4 separate regions of the Rattus norvegicus genome follow, and regions 1, 2 and 3 are each linked to region 4. The links are chromatin contacts, called in public Hi-C maps. All regions are on one chromosome and are shown on one strand. Each heading gives the region's core, a stretch centred on a gene start, on an enhancer-like site or on the middle of the called end of the contact. The rest is flanking DNA. Distances are from core to core; before and after follow the strand shown. Region 1 has its middle 440 kb from the start of Trnap-agg35. Region 2 has its middle 600 kb from the start of Rfpl4b. Region 3 has its middle 500 kb from the start of Trnap-agg35. Region 4 holds the start of Marcks (myristoylated alanine rich protein kinase C substrate).

Region 1 (3,116 bases), core at 320-2,819, 670 kb after region 4:
TAGGGCAAAACACACACAAAAGAAAGATCACCTACAGACACAGAGAGGCGACAGCCACCCTCAAGCTAAGCAGAGAGGCCTTGAAGGAAGCTAACTCTTTTGTGATCATAGACATCTAATCCTCCAAACCAGGCAAAGATATATTTCCAATCACTGAGCTGTTCTGTTTATGACATTTTGTTCTAACAAACGCATACTTCCAATGGTGTTTTAACTGCGTCAAGACAGAACTGTAATGTAGTGAAGAATCAGCATGCGCCCCTGGGCCCTTACATTTTTCTCTTTCTTTCTGGGCTACTTTCTGACTCTTTTCATGCAGCCCCATTGTCTATCAGTTAGGCAAATATAATGTGATTCTCTTCATATTTCTGCTCTATGAAATGGTCCATCCTGCTAATATTACTTATCCACCAATCAATATCACCTTCAAAACTTAGCTTAAACTCACTCTCCGGGAAGCCATCCTTGTTCCCTAAGTCTGGTGATCAAGGGAGTCTATGGCATTTTTGGGCATAGTCTTTCATAAGATTCAAAACTTGTTTCTACTTGAGAGCTGTTACTAATACAATTGATCAGTATATGTTGTCCACACATTGTCTGTCACCTCATGAGTCGTTTGTTGCATTTACTGCTCTGTCTGCAACCCTTGCTCTATCTGGTCAAGTCTTGGTGTTTTGATTGTGTTTTACTGAACCATCACAATGAAGAGGTTCACCGTAGGATCATGACCTTGCTGGTAAATATGTAAGTTTATATAGATGGCTTTAGAAGCACTCTTAGAAAAACTTCTAGTTATTAGCAAAATCCAATTAGATAAGTAACTTTTAACTGAATCTGAAGTAATTACTTGTAGGAAAAGAAATGTTACTTATTCAACTCAGTTTATCAAAGACACTGGTTTATTTTATTTCCTCAATCAAATTTGCTAAACAGAATTTGTTGGACTCTGGTGCACACCAGACTGACTTTATTTAGAGACATGGATGAAAGAATTCTATAAAAAGATGACTGCATTGTATCTTACATTAGCAATTTTCAATCTTGACAGAAATAGTTTGAATGTACTTGAGACTAAGCAGCATCATATAATATTTGGCTCTGTGTGCATTTCTCTCTGGTAACAGGGTTTGTTACAGCTCTTGTTTATGCCTTGTTCATACCAAAGGATGGAGTCCTTCTTAAAAATCAAAAATGATGGGGGTGGGGGGTTCCAGTCCCATGTGAGCAATTAGGAGGCAGGGATGGTGAAGGCACTTTTACTGTTAGGGCTCATTTTAAGGGAAAATTAGAGTTGCTCAGAGAGACCTTTTTATATGTGTACCAGGCTCTTCTGGTCTTGAGGAACGTGGTGTGACACTGGGACATTGCTAAAGAAGCTTTCGGTAAATGCTTTCATGATAGGCACAACGGTGCCATCTATTCATTACTGGTAGTCCTTATGCAGTTGACTGTTCCTGAGTAGGCTAAGGACAAAACTCGCAATGTAGCTTGGCCATCATTTGCACATTTATTTACATGTCAAGGCTTTTGTTCAGATTGTGACTGAAGCCCATTTGTAGAGTCAGGCATAACGAAGTGGGACTCATTGAGATTCACTTCAGGACATAGCCTAACAAACAGGATCTTCATTCTGAGCTTATCCAAATGCGCGTAATTTGGTAAATTACTCATTTTATCTGAATGCATTAGTCATCATTTATGAATGTCACTGAGAATGAATGGACTTCCCTCAAAGCTCAATAGAAAATTTCATCATGCTGCAAATGCCTGCAAATGTCTGCTGTTTTTCCATGACATATTTTTTTTTTCTGTTGCATTTTGAATTTTGAAACTGTAAGCCAAATTAGCATCAATAAAATAAAGAATCCTATCTTATTAACTAATGGATCTTTATAAAATATTGTTCTTTGGATAAATGTGGGTAGCAGTCATATCACAGTGCAGTAAAATGCAGTACTCTTGGTGATCTTCAGATTCCTAATTTGCTATTGAGAGATAGAGAAATCTTCATAATGATCAACACAAATAGCTCTTAGTAAGAAGACAAAATCTGTCTTTAGGCAGACAGTAAGACAATGCCTCACTAGTAAACCTTGAAGAAATCATGTGTGTGTGTGTGTGTGTGTGTGTGTGTGTGTAGTGATGATAGATGTTTATTGAATATATTGATTAATTTAAAAAAAAACAGAGGGGGGAAAACCTTGAACAGAAATACTAAACTTAGCTGCAGCTATGGAAGGACTATCTTCATGTCATTAATTTATCTAGGTTTCTAAGGCCTATTAGAAACCTGGATTTAATTATATTTCTTCAAATGTTTAAATACTGATAATTGATTTTAATTAAAATCATGCTAAATCCAAACAAGCTATACATATAACATTATAAAAAATACTCATACCTAATGATGAGTAATAGCTATATAAAACACCTTCACATGTATGTAAGATACTCGGAAGAAATGTCTTCTGTGAGCCAAAGACTCCTTTCTTCTGCATGTACAGTTGATGAATCTTCTTGTTTTAAGGGTTCTATTCAACCCATCATACTCCCTATCCATGCTATCAACACAACTCTGAGGACTGGATACATCCTCAAGACCCCTGCCCCTTTAGCTTTCTGTTCATAAAAATAAGCCTTTCAGTTTATGCATGCACTGGAATACTGTGTGAGTTAAAGGATGTATTAAAAGCATTTTTAGGTAAGTGGCAGCATTGTTCAGGATGGGCACACACTCATGAAAGTTATGGTCGAGAGGGGAAATCTCTATGAGAGCAGAAAATCTGCAATAATGGTTCTGATTTTTGCTTACCCTAGTGAAACAGAAAAAAGGGGGAAGGCTGGAAAATTTTCATAACACCCCTCACCTGGCTTTAAACCCCAGAGCATCAGGGAGCATGGTGTTGTCTTGATATTGAGTGGCGTAATGGTAATGATGTAAATTCAGTGCTTACATGACTTAACACTTAAGAGTAAGGCCTTTGGCAGAGATGTCTTCCAGATATGTTACTATGTTCCCTCAGGTTTCTCTCTTTGTGATCCCACCCTACCCCAAAAACTTTTCTGGTTAGAAGAGGCTATTCTGTCTGTCTGTTCTCCCAAATTCTTACCTATCC
Region 2 (3,270 bases), core at 424-2,923, 970 kb after region 4:
ACTAGTTCCCATGATTGAGTGTGTGTATAAGCAGTAATAGATTTGTGTTTTATGAGAAAGGAGAGCAGAAAGGTCCATGATTCACTTCAAGGAACCCAATACTGTTCAGGTACAACCCATACTAAGTTCTAGAACCTAAAAAGAAGAAAAAAGAAAAGAAAAAAAGGAGAAACACACCTTTCTTTAGAGCCAGAGTGATCCATGTTCCTTTTAAAAAATCACATAGATTTAATATATACTCTATCTTTTGTTAACTAATCCTTTCACACAGAGAGGAATTGGTACCTGTGAGGTTAAAAGTGACCAGTTCACAGCCACTTAGATAACTATTAATAAAAGAGGCTGAAATCCCAGAATGCAAGCTACTCAAATGCCAGAGCAATGCATTTCTCACCCCATTATTCAAATTTTGCTTCCAATGATTTAACACTCTCTGCTTACCTAACGGCCCATGTCCTCCCTCTTTATCTGGGCATTTGGCCAGTTCTACCTCCTCTTTCTTGTTTGATGTGAGTAGGTTGGACACTGGAATATTGATGGGCGTTTAAGGAATTCTTCATGATAGCACTCAAATTATATTATAAAGATTACTTTTCTTCATAGTATAAACACAATTAATCTGACTGATGTTAAACAGGTTTTTAATGAAATGTTTTATTCAAGTCAATTAATTTTGATCCTTAGACATGATCAAAAAAGTATGTTCTTTAAGTTGCCATTGATATATAACTAATGTCATATTAACACAGCTTGAATAAATAAAATATTCCTTTGCACGTAGATAGCTAACTTTACTATCTTCATTGTCCATCATATATAATTAAGCACTTGGAAATTAAAAAATATTTTAGAATATTATTTTTGAACCTAACTTTATATGAGGCATATTAAAGAAATAATTAATTTTTTATATTTTTTTCTTCCCAGTATTATATTTGAGAGTTATCATAGAAAAGTCATTTTGCACAGGGCATATAATATTAGAACCAACTAATAACATATTGTTTTATTGTAACCATAGCAGTTTCCCATGGTTGAATTCCGTCTGTAGAATACACGTACACAGTTCTCCATGACTTCAGTGAACTGTTATTTTATGCAAATACATTTGTAGCTGTTGGGTCTTCTTCACTACAAATATCCTTTAATTAAACAAATATAATTGACATAGGAGAGATTAAGTTTAAAGATGGCAAATAACTAGAAATGCACACTTGATACAGCATGTAATTTAAGTAGTAAGACTGTTAATTTTTTTAAATTCATATTTAGCTTCTCTGTATAAGGCTTTGTTTTTTGCTAAGTGGATATAGTAGTAGAAATGGGTGAAATGAGTCTGAGCAAAACCAAAGAACTAACTGAAAGAAAATTAGAATCCAAACAACAAGTTGTGGTTAGAATGGAATTTTTTTTTTTACAAAAATGTATTTTGAAAGAAACGCTTTGAAGTATCAATAGGCTTTTTATGCCAAAATTATTCACAGATTATCTAAGACTAAATTAGAATTTGGAAACAACATAATGTCGCATTATCTATGTTCACAAATATATACCAACTGAAAGAGGAACTATGAAGACATTCTTTTCTAACAATAGTGAACATTACTTCCAAAACGGCCTTTAAAGTTGGAGTCTTTAAAGTCAGAGGGCATTTTCCATCTCAGCATTAGGAATGTAGGTTTTCACCCATGGGATACCCATTTGTTCAGTCCTGCACGGAAACGAGAAAATGAGTATCATGACATTATAGTTTGTGACTGTTTTCAGGATCTGGCAAATCGGTTGGAAATGTTTATTTCTGGCATGCAGTGTATTCATTTATAACTAGATTTCTTTGGTGTCCTTGGGTGGCATTTGGGAATGATCTGGTGTGGAGTTTTTATTTGTTTTTAGCAATAAGAAAGATGTGGTTTGTACAAGCACTCATGCCAATTGCCTGGTCACTATTAAGCAAATCAATTCTCCTCCTCCTCGTCCTCCTCGTCCTCCTCCTCCTCCTCCTCCTCCTCCTTGTCCTCCTCCTCATCCTCGTGTTCGTCCTCCTCCTCGTCCTCCTCCTCCTCGTCGTCCTCCTCCTCTTCCTCCTCTTCCTCCTCCTCCTTTTTTAAAGATAGTAAGGATTATTCTGAGTTTCCAATCTTTATTCCACTGAGCTCTCAAAGCCCAGGGAATCATATGAGACTTTTAGACAGAAACTCCAAGAAAGTATAGACAAGTTTAGCTGAAATGACCAGGCAGAAATGACCAGACCTTCTAATAGCAAGGTTCAGGTAGAGCACTTAGCGCCCATGTGCACTTGAGGTATAAGAGGGCAAGAGGCTGAGCTTCTCTGAATTGCTGTTCCTCATGGTAACAAGTCTCTTCACTGATTTGCTGTAAGTTCTTGCTTAGGGTCAATGAATGTTAACGGTTCTTACTGCCTTTGTATCATTATTAATCAGACAATCTTGTGAACACAATAATCAACCAAAAGAAGTCATTTTAGCGTTCTCATAAAAAGAACAAGGTTACCAAAAACTTAGTTAAAAAAAAAACTTACAATGTACACATGTTCCCTTAGTGTTTAGCTACACAAGTGGACCGGTATGGATTTTCATACTGATGAATGGTACTTCATCATCAAAAGAACATTTGCATTGATCTTAACTGACCATTTGGAGGTAAAACCATAGACACTTTGATTTGGCCACTTTTTCCTTCTTCCTGGAGAGTATTCATCTCATATCTCAATTTTCTGCTAACTTTCAAAGCCTTAGTATACAATGGGTAAGTTTGAACACTTGGGAAGGAGTCAACAAGGTCAGAAATTTAAGGTCCTCTTTCTTGATTATGTATAGAGTTTGAGGCCAGCCTAACTCACAGAAGACTGAAAGTAAACAAAAAAATAAGTGCGATTCTAAGGATAAAGTGTAGTTTATTTTTTTCTTATTTACAGATAAGATGACAAAACATGCAGTATTTTAGTGGCTTGTTCATGATCACAAAGCAGACGCCCTGAAAAAAGATCAGGAACACACAAATAAAACACAGAAATCAGTTCCTCACAAGCACTAATGTGCATAGGAATAGACTATAATTATTTCATTTTCTAAAGACTCCAAATCAAGGGAAATCGTGAACACTGAGAATCAAGTGTGGCCTAAACATACTGTTTGGCTATGAAGAGACCTTTTTGCTGCAGAAGAATAAAAATATTTGACACATCGTTGAAAAAAGAGAAAAAGGGAGATTAAAAACAGCAAATGAGAACTTGGAATGTGGTTGAATAAC
Region 3 (3,047 bases), core at 143-2,642, 730 kb after region 4:
ATAATTTCAGCTTCTTAATTATAAATTATTTGATTTGATAGTTTCAATAACTTCACAGTAAATCAAATATCAATTAATATTTTCATAGAATAAAAGTGTTTTTTCCACAGTTTAAAAATGATACATGCCCAGATAGTGACTAAACAAAAGATATAGTATTTAGATTCTGATAGCTCACCTTTCAGTCTCTCATCATTTGTCTGTCTCTATGCCAACTTACCATCTACATTGTTCTTTCAGCTATAAAGCACTTCATCAATATAGCAGTTCATTCCTACTAAGGATATAACACAAAGCTTACATAGGCGAATGCCAGCAACAAACCACCGAACTGAGAACCGGACCCCCGTTGAAGGAATCAGAGAAAGGACTGAAAGAGCTGAAGGGGCTTGAGACCCCATATGAACAACAATGCCAACCAACCAGAGATTCCAGGGAAGCCACTACCCAAAGACTATACATGGACTGACCCTGGACTCTGACCCCATAGGTAGCAATGAATATCCTAGTAAGAGCACCAGTGGAAGGGGAAGCCCTTGGTCCTGCCAAGGCTGGACCCCCAGTGAACGTGATTGTTGGGGGGAGGGCAGTAATGGGGGGAGTATAGGGAGGGGAACACCCATATAGAAGGGGACAGGGATGTTTGCATGGAATAAAAATCTCAGATTTGAAGACTACAAACCATTTTTCTTCTGAATACAAATATGGTCTCTCCCCCTCTGCAAGGACTTCACAGAAAAATCTGAATAAAAAGCGAGTATCAATTCACCAATTACCGAAACAGATGTTTTTCCATCGCCCTCCCCATGGTGGCTCCTGCTCTATTTGAAAAGTATGTCATAAATATGGACAGAGTTGTTTGTAAGGATTCCTTTAAGGCTCTTTTATGTTGAATGAAACATATAGTTCCTCTCAAAAACTTTAAATAGATAGAAATAGAAGTACAACATCACGAACCAAACCTGACCCTTGACGGTGAAAAGCCTAACATGGAGGTCAGAGAATCTGTTTGACTCAATCCTTACAGCCTGGCTTTTGTTCCATTCATGAATTTAGCAATTGGCCCTAAGAGGTCTTCTGTCTGTAGCATTACGTTTCTCGCAGTGCAACATTAAAGTTGAAGCTGTTTTTCATAACCAAATAACTGCTTGAGTTGGGGCGCCAGGATTCTCCTACATGATTTATTCTCTGGTGATTTACACTAGCTGAGGAGGAAGGGTCCTGTGCCTGCAAGCTGTGCGTGTGGATCGTGACCATGTTCTCTTCCCCAGATGGAAACAGACAGAGGAAAAGCAAAGTCTTCCTGCAGGAGCGGCCCCACTCTGGAGGCCCCTCGACAGCTGCGTGGAGGGCCACCTGGGCCACGGCCCCTTTCAATAGCTGGATATCCTGTTGGGCTTTGCTGCTGCAGAACTGTCCGGGACAATCGCCTGGGAAGTGAATTGTGACTTTCCAGGGTTTTAAGCTTGCCAAGATTAGTTAGGAAAACACAGTTTGGGGTTATACAAATTCCAAATATTCTGGCTCCCTTGTTGCCTGAAACTCGAAAGAAAGAGAAAGTATTTGTGGGGTTTGTGAGTTTATGTGTCTTCTGAAGCAAGAGTTCCTGTATGAGAATGTATAAATTATCAGATGTTTCTGTATGCAAGCCAAGGCATCCTCTAAAATGGTACAATTAAAACACGGACACTCCCTGTGTGCCTCGAGGAATAGCAAGCAGAAACTGTTCTCAGAGTATGACAAAGAAACGCTGACTGTGAAGGTCCAAAATCATTGTTGAGACTTCCCTGGATATGCAATGTCTTCAAGTTTTAGAAAATATATTCATTTAAAATTGTCTGGATGATCTCGAAAGAAATAGAACTGATGATATAAAGGAAGTTGGAGAGAAGAGGAGAGGGAGAGGAGAGGGAGAGGGGGAGGGGGAGGGGGGAGGGGAGGGGGAAGGGGAGGGGGAGAGGGAAAGAGAGAGAGAGAGAGAGAGAGAGAGAGAGAGAGAGAGAGAGAGAGAGAGAGAGAGAGAGAGAGAGCTCTGTGACTAAGACCATTTGCTGTACAATCAGGGGACCTGAATTGAGATCCCACATCACGAACCAGGGATCTCTCCCAAATCCCTGTTACTCCAGCCCCTGGGGATTTTGTTGGAGGATGGTTTTGTGCACTGTGTATTCAGAGGCTGAACTGTGCCCAGAGATCTGGTTACAATCCAGACATTGGCATTGTTATTATCTTTGGAGCATCTCCTGTCTCAATGTTCTGTAAAGATTGTTTTCTATCACCTCTGATTGGTTAATAAAAAGTGGATTTAGCCAATAGCTGGGCAAGAAAGAGAAGGCAAGACTTTCAGGCCCAGTGAGAGGAGTCTCTGGTGGGGACCAAAAAAAGAGAGATTAGCCATGAGCAGGATTCCAGGGTCATCACCATGAGGACACCACCAGCAAGAACATCTAGGGCAAGACTAATATGGTAAGTAAGTAATGAAGCAAGTGGCTGGGAAGTAGACCAGGCTGGTACAGTCACGTTAAAATAGCTCAGAATCTGCCCAGTTTAGTGCCTGAAGTTTTTAATAAAAATACAAGGTCTTTGTGTTATTTATTGGGGGAGATAAAGGGGTAATAGAAAAGCACCCTCCCTCCAATTTACTTTGCAGGATTTATTTCTGCCCTCCACATGCAGAATTAACCGCACCTACAACATTTGTGGCGATATACTCAGATAGACACACAGATATGTAGACACAAATAAATGTTTTTGTAACAGAATGAAAAACACAAATGTCTGCTTGTGTCTTTCCTATGAGGTGAGTCCAACGTTTCAAACAGAGTCTATAGAGGGATATATTCAAGTGGACAACTGAGTTGGGAAGATCCTTAGACCCTACAACATCCAAAAGTATTGGCTTGTCCTTATTTGAAGTGGATAAACACATAAATATATAATGCCAAGAGATTGTAAGTGTCCCCTTCCTCTCCCTTTCCAGTTTATGTCTTAGCCTTCTGAATAAGCATCCTTATCGATCCACAGCATGTTTTAACGTCAGGAGCTTT
Region 4 (3,288 bases), core at 38-2,537:
CATGGCTCTCTGCCTGGGTCGCAGCAGCACTAGGGCAATTCTCGAGGGTGGCCGAGGTGCCATTCACAGGAACGGTCCAGACCAAAACACCAAAACTGCTCCCCTCTTGGTAGGCAGGAAAGGGTCTTCAAAAACCTACTGAGTATTCCCACCACACCAGGATAGCATTTAAAAAGTCATATGGGTGTGTAATTACACAGCTACCAAAGGGGGGGGGCATCGGAAAGGCACTTGGAAAAGCTGCCTGTCCAGCTCTAACCAGCCACCTTTCCAAGAAACCCGAGGCATACTGCCTCTGGATACAATAAGACAAGCCTTCTCTCTCTGCTTGGCTTTCTCCACCGCCATCCACGTTGGCTCCCCCCTTCCTACCCACATACACACACGCGCGCGCACACACACAACCACACCAGAAATCTCAAAGACGACCCAATCTCGACAATAAATACGTGAGCCACCCAAACACTGCTGTGGCCCCAAATGCAAATGCAACCTGGAGGGGCGTTGGGGGGGGTGTGCATCTAACTAGTCACGTTCAGCCAATTTCCAAACCACGCCATTTTAGGCGATTTATCACTCTTCCTCCGGTCTACTCAAGAATTCGCCAGGATCCTTAGGAACCACTCCTTTGGTTCTTATGAAAAATTGACAATTTAGGCTATCGTTACCCATTCAACTTTCAGACTAGGATCTGGCCACGCTCCCCTCCCCGGAATGCATCTCGGGCGCGACCAGAGGGAAGGCGAGGCGTCCAGATTAGAGAAAGACACCCAAGAAATGCCCAGAACCACAGGTAGAATTTACCTGCCCATTTGCTTTGGAAGGCGACGAGGCCACAGCCGCCTCCCCGGGCCTCTCAGCGGCGGCTTCTCCCTTCGCTGCGGTCTTGGAGAACTGTGCACCCATGCTGGCTTCTTCAACAAAGAAACTCAACAGATCCAAGAGAGGAAACAAAGAGCCTTGGGTTGGTGTAACGACGGGGCGAGCAGCAGCAGCGGCGGCAGCAGCAACAGCGGCGGCGGCACACACACCGGAGGGAGGGGGTGGGGGTGACGAGGAGGACAGAAGAGACCCGATTAAATACACTCCGGATAAAAAATTTTTAGTCGAAGAGATCAAAAAGCAGCAGCGCAGGAAGGAGGGAAAAAGGTGGAAAAGTCGAGCACAAAAAAGGAGCCCAAGTGTAGTTTTTTAAAAAAAGAAGTAATAAAAAAAAATCCCAGATTTGTAGCCGCACTGTAGACAAGAGGAAAATGGAGAAATCTCCCTGGTTGCTAATAAGATGCGGGGTCCAACGCCCAAGTGCACAGATGAATGGGCTCGCGGGCGCTGACGCGGCCCCCGCGCGCGCTGGCCAATCCGCGCGCCGCACACAAAGCAGGAGGCGGGGCCTGCGCTCCGGGCGAACAATGGAGCCGCGCTTTGCAAACGGTTTGAAAAATCAGCCTCAGACCGAGAATTAATGTCCTCCAAATAAATAAATCAATTAAAAATTACGTGCTTCTCGTCTCCCTCGGCCAGAAAATAATAATGCATTTCTTGATTGGCTTGCTTTGTTTGGAATTAATTAACACGGGAGGGGGTACTTATGGATGGGGGCGGAGAAAGCCTTAACTTGACTCGCATTGACTCTTGCTGGTCTATATCCGCGTCTGTCTCTAGCCACTCTCTCCCCTCCCCCATCTTCTCTGTGTGTTTACGTGTATAAGTGTGTACGCGAGTGTTAAAGACAATGGATAGGATTTGTGTGCTAGCAGCTTTTTTTTTCCCTCCGCGTTTCATAAGGGTTTCACAGTGCGCAAGGATTTTGGGGGTTTTGTTTGTTTTTTTCTTTCTTTAAACTGCTGCAATTGGTAAATCGTCCCACACTGAAAGGTATTTAAACCACGAAGATCGAATTTCACCTAGCGAGATCTCCAGTTGGAATTAGGTCTGTAGGCCAGATGTGGGAAATGCAAAAGCAGCAAACAGCCTAAGCCATGCTTCTTCCTTTCTCCCAGAGGCGTGAAATAAAATATTTTAAAAATGTTCCTTGGAGCGCTTCAAATCGCGTCTCTCCGGCTATTCCAATTAGCGATCACTTTTCTAAAAAACACAGTGAGGACCATTTGCAGAAGATCGAAACTCGCTAGCATGTTACCGCTGTATGAAACGACATAATTAATTTCCCTCTGTGGTAAAACGAGACGGAGCCTTGAGTGTACGAATCCATATTTACAGTTGGGAGACAGCTACTCTCGTCGACATGAGTTGTTTTCCCAGCTTGCTGCCAACAGCGGAGGGACTCTCATTTTGAACTTGTCCGTGCACAGCATCAAGTGTGCTCCAGGAAGAGAGGCAGCAGCGAGGAAAGTCTACTGAGTCCTAGTCTCAGAAGAAATCGCCTGCACTGTTGAGAGACAGCAAGAAAATCCCTGGAGACTCCACGTCTAACCCAGGCTAAGGCTCTACAGCGGTGTGTAGGATATCTCTCTCGTTCACTACAACCCTTACCACCAGACGCTTTTAGTGTGTGAGAGAGCAGGCGTTGATTTAATGTATCTGGAAGGGAGAAGGGATAGAGGACGCAACTTAATACACATTCATCTACCACCCATATTTTCGCTCATGAGAAAATCCAAACCATCTTTCGGCGTTTGCATTTAATGACTGTGCAACGTGAACGATGGAGGCGAGAATCAGTCGAGGGAATGGTTCGTTTCTCTCGGTGTTGGCTCGGAATGGTCAAACAGTTTTATTTTCTGTTCATTGTAGGGAAATAGGTCACACTTTGAGTGAAAAGGACAGTTGGTTCAAGCCAATAACCCTTTGTTCAAGTGCTGTTTGACAGTCACTGAGCAGAACATCGTTGCGTCAAGTTTCATCTCCTGACTGTCCAGTACCTTTAGATACATTATTCAATCCCGAAGTCATATTCCACAGAGCAACTGGAAGGAACATTTCGTCGAAATGCATCTTGCCAACCAACGTGTTAGCACCCGTAAGGAAGCCTGCTGGCCTGGCCCGAGAACCCAGCAGCCAGGATGGACGCGAATCCCTCATTAGCAGTTCCAACTTGAAAAGCCAACTGGGCTGATCCAATACCACCATCCAGGAGATTCCCAAAAGCTCAAAAGGCAATCTGTGCACCCACCCCCACGGGAACCTTGCCCCTTCCTCTGCGTCTCCCTCCGGTTTTAAATTGGTGTGATTGCTAGTTCGCTTTCGGATTTTTTCTCCCAGACATTCGGGGGCTGCTTTTATAGCTCCTTTGTTAACAGGCTGTCGTGCAGCTTTCCCCCCCTTTTC

Evidence for each region. A called contact is a pair of places that touch in the nucleus more often than the background predicts.
Region 1: a Hi-C map of Schwann cells shows a contact between it and region 4, with 11 times the contacts expected there. The contact joins the enhancer-like site here to the promoter of Marcks in region 4. A contact is called at or near these places in 1 of 12 Hi-C or Micro-C datasets (Schwann cells) and 1 of 1 datasets of contacts at active chromatin or transcription factors (oligodendrocytes).
Region 2: a contact with region 4 is called in a Hi-C map of Schwann cells, with 12 times the contacts expected there. The contact joins the enhancer-like site here to the promoter of Marcks in region 4. A contact is called at or near these places in 1 of 12 Hi-C or Micro-C datasets (Schwann cells) and 1 of 1 datasets of contacts at active chromatin or transcription factors (oligodendrocytes).
Region 3: a contact with region 4 is called in a Hi-C map of kidney, with 4 times the contacts expected there. The contact joins the enhancer-like site here to the promoter of Marcks in region 4. A contact is called at or near these places in 2 of 12 Hi-C or Micro-C datasets (kidney and psoas muscle).

The regions. Positions count from the first base shown.
Region 1 is chr20:42,914,717-42,917,832 of GRCr8, forward strand. No RefSeq gene overlaps it. Among named protein-coding and RNA genes, the nearest start is that of Trnap-agg35, 440 kb to the left of the region's middle. Within about 2 kb of position 1,570, at least 3 of the 93 cell types and tissues checked have an H3K27ac peak or open chromatin away from gene starts, as enhancers often do. A contact at or near this core is called in Schwann cells, where this site is marked.
Region 2 is chr20:43,210,423-43,213,692 of GRCr8, forward strand. No RefSeq gene overlaps it. Among named protein-coding and RNA genes, the nearest start is that of Rfpl4b, 600 kb to the right of the region's middle. Within about 2 kb of position 1,674, at least 1 of the 93 cell types and tissues checked has an H3K27ac peak or open chromatin away from gene starts, as enhancers often do. A contact at or near this core is called in Schwann cells, where this site is marked.
Region 3 is chr20:42,974,474-42,977,520 of GRCr8, forward strand. No RefSeq gene overlaps it. Among named protein-coding and RNA genes, the nearest start is that of Trnap-agg35, 500 kb to the left of the region's middle. Within about 2 kb of position 1,393, at least 5 of the 93 cell types and tissues checked have an H3K27ac peak or open chromatin away from gene starts, as enhancers often do.
Region 4 is chr20:42,244,595-42,247,882 of GRCr8, forward strand. It overlaps Marcks (myristoylated alanine rich protein kinase C substrate), which reads right to left and starts at 1,288. Exons shown (of 2, transcript NM_001271090.3): 1 at 805-1,288. The coding sequence starts at 906.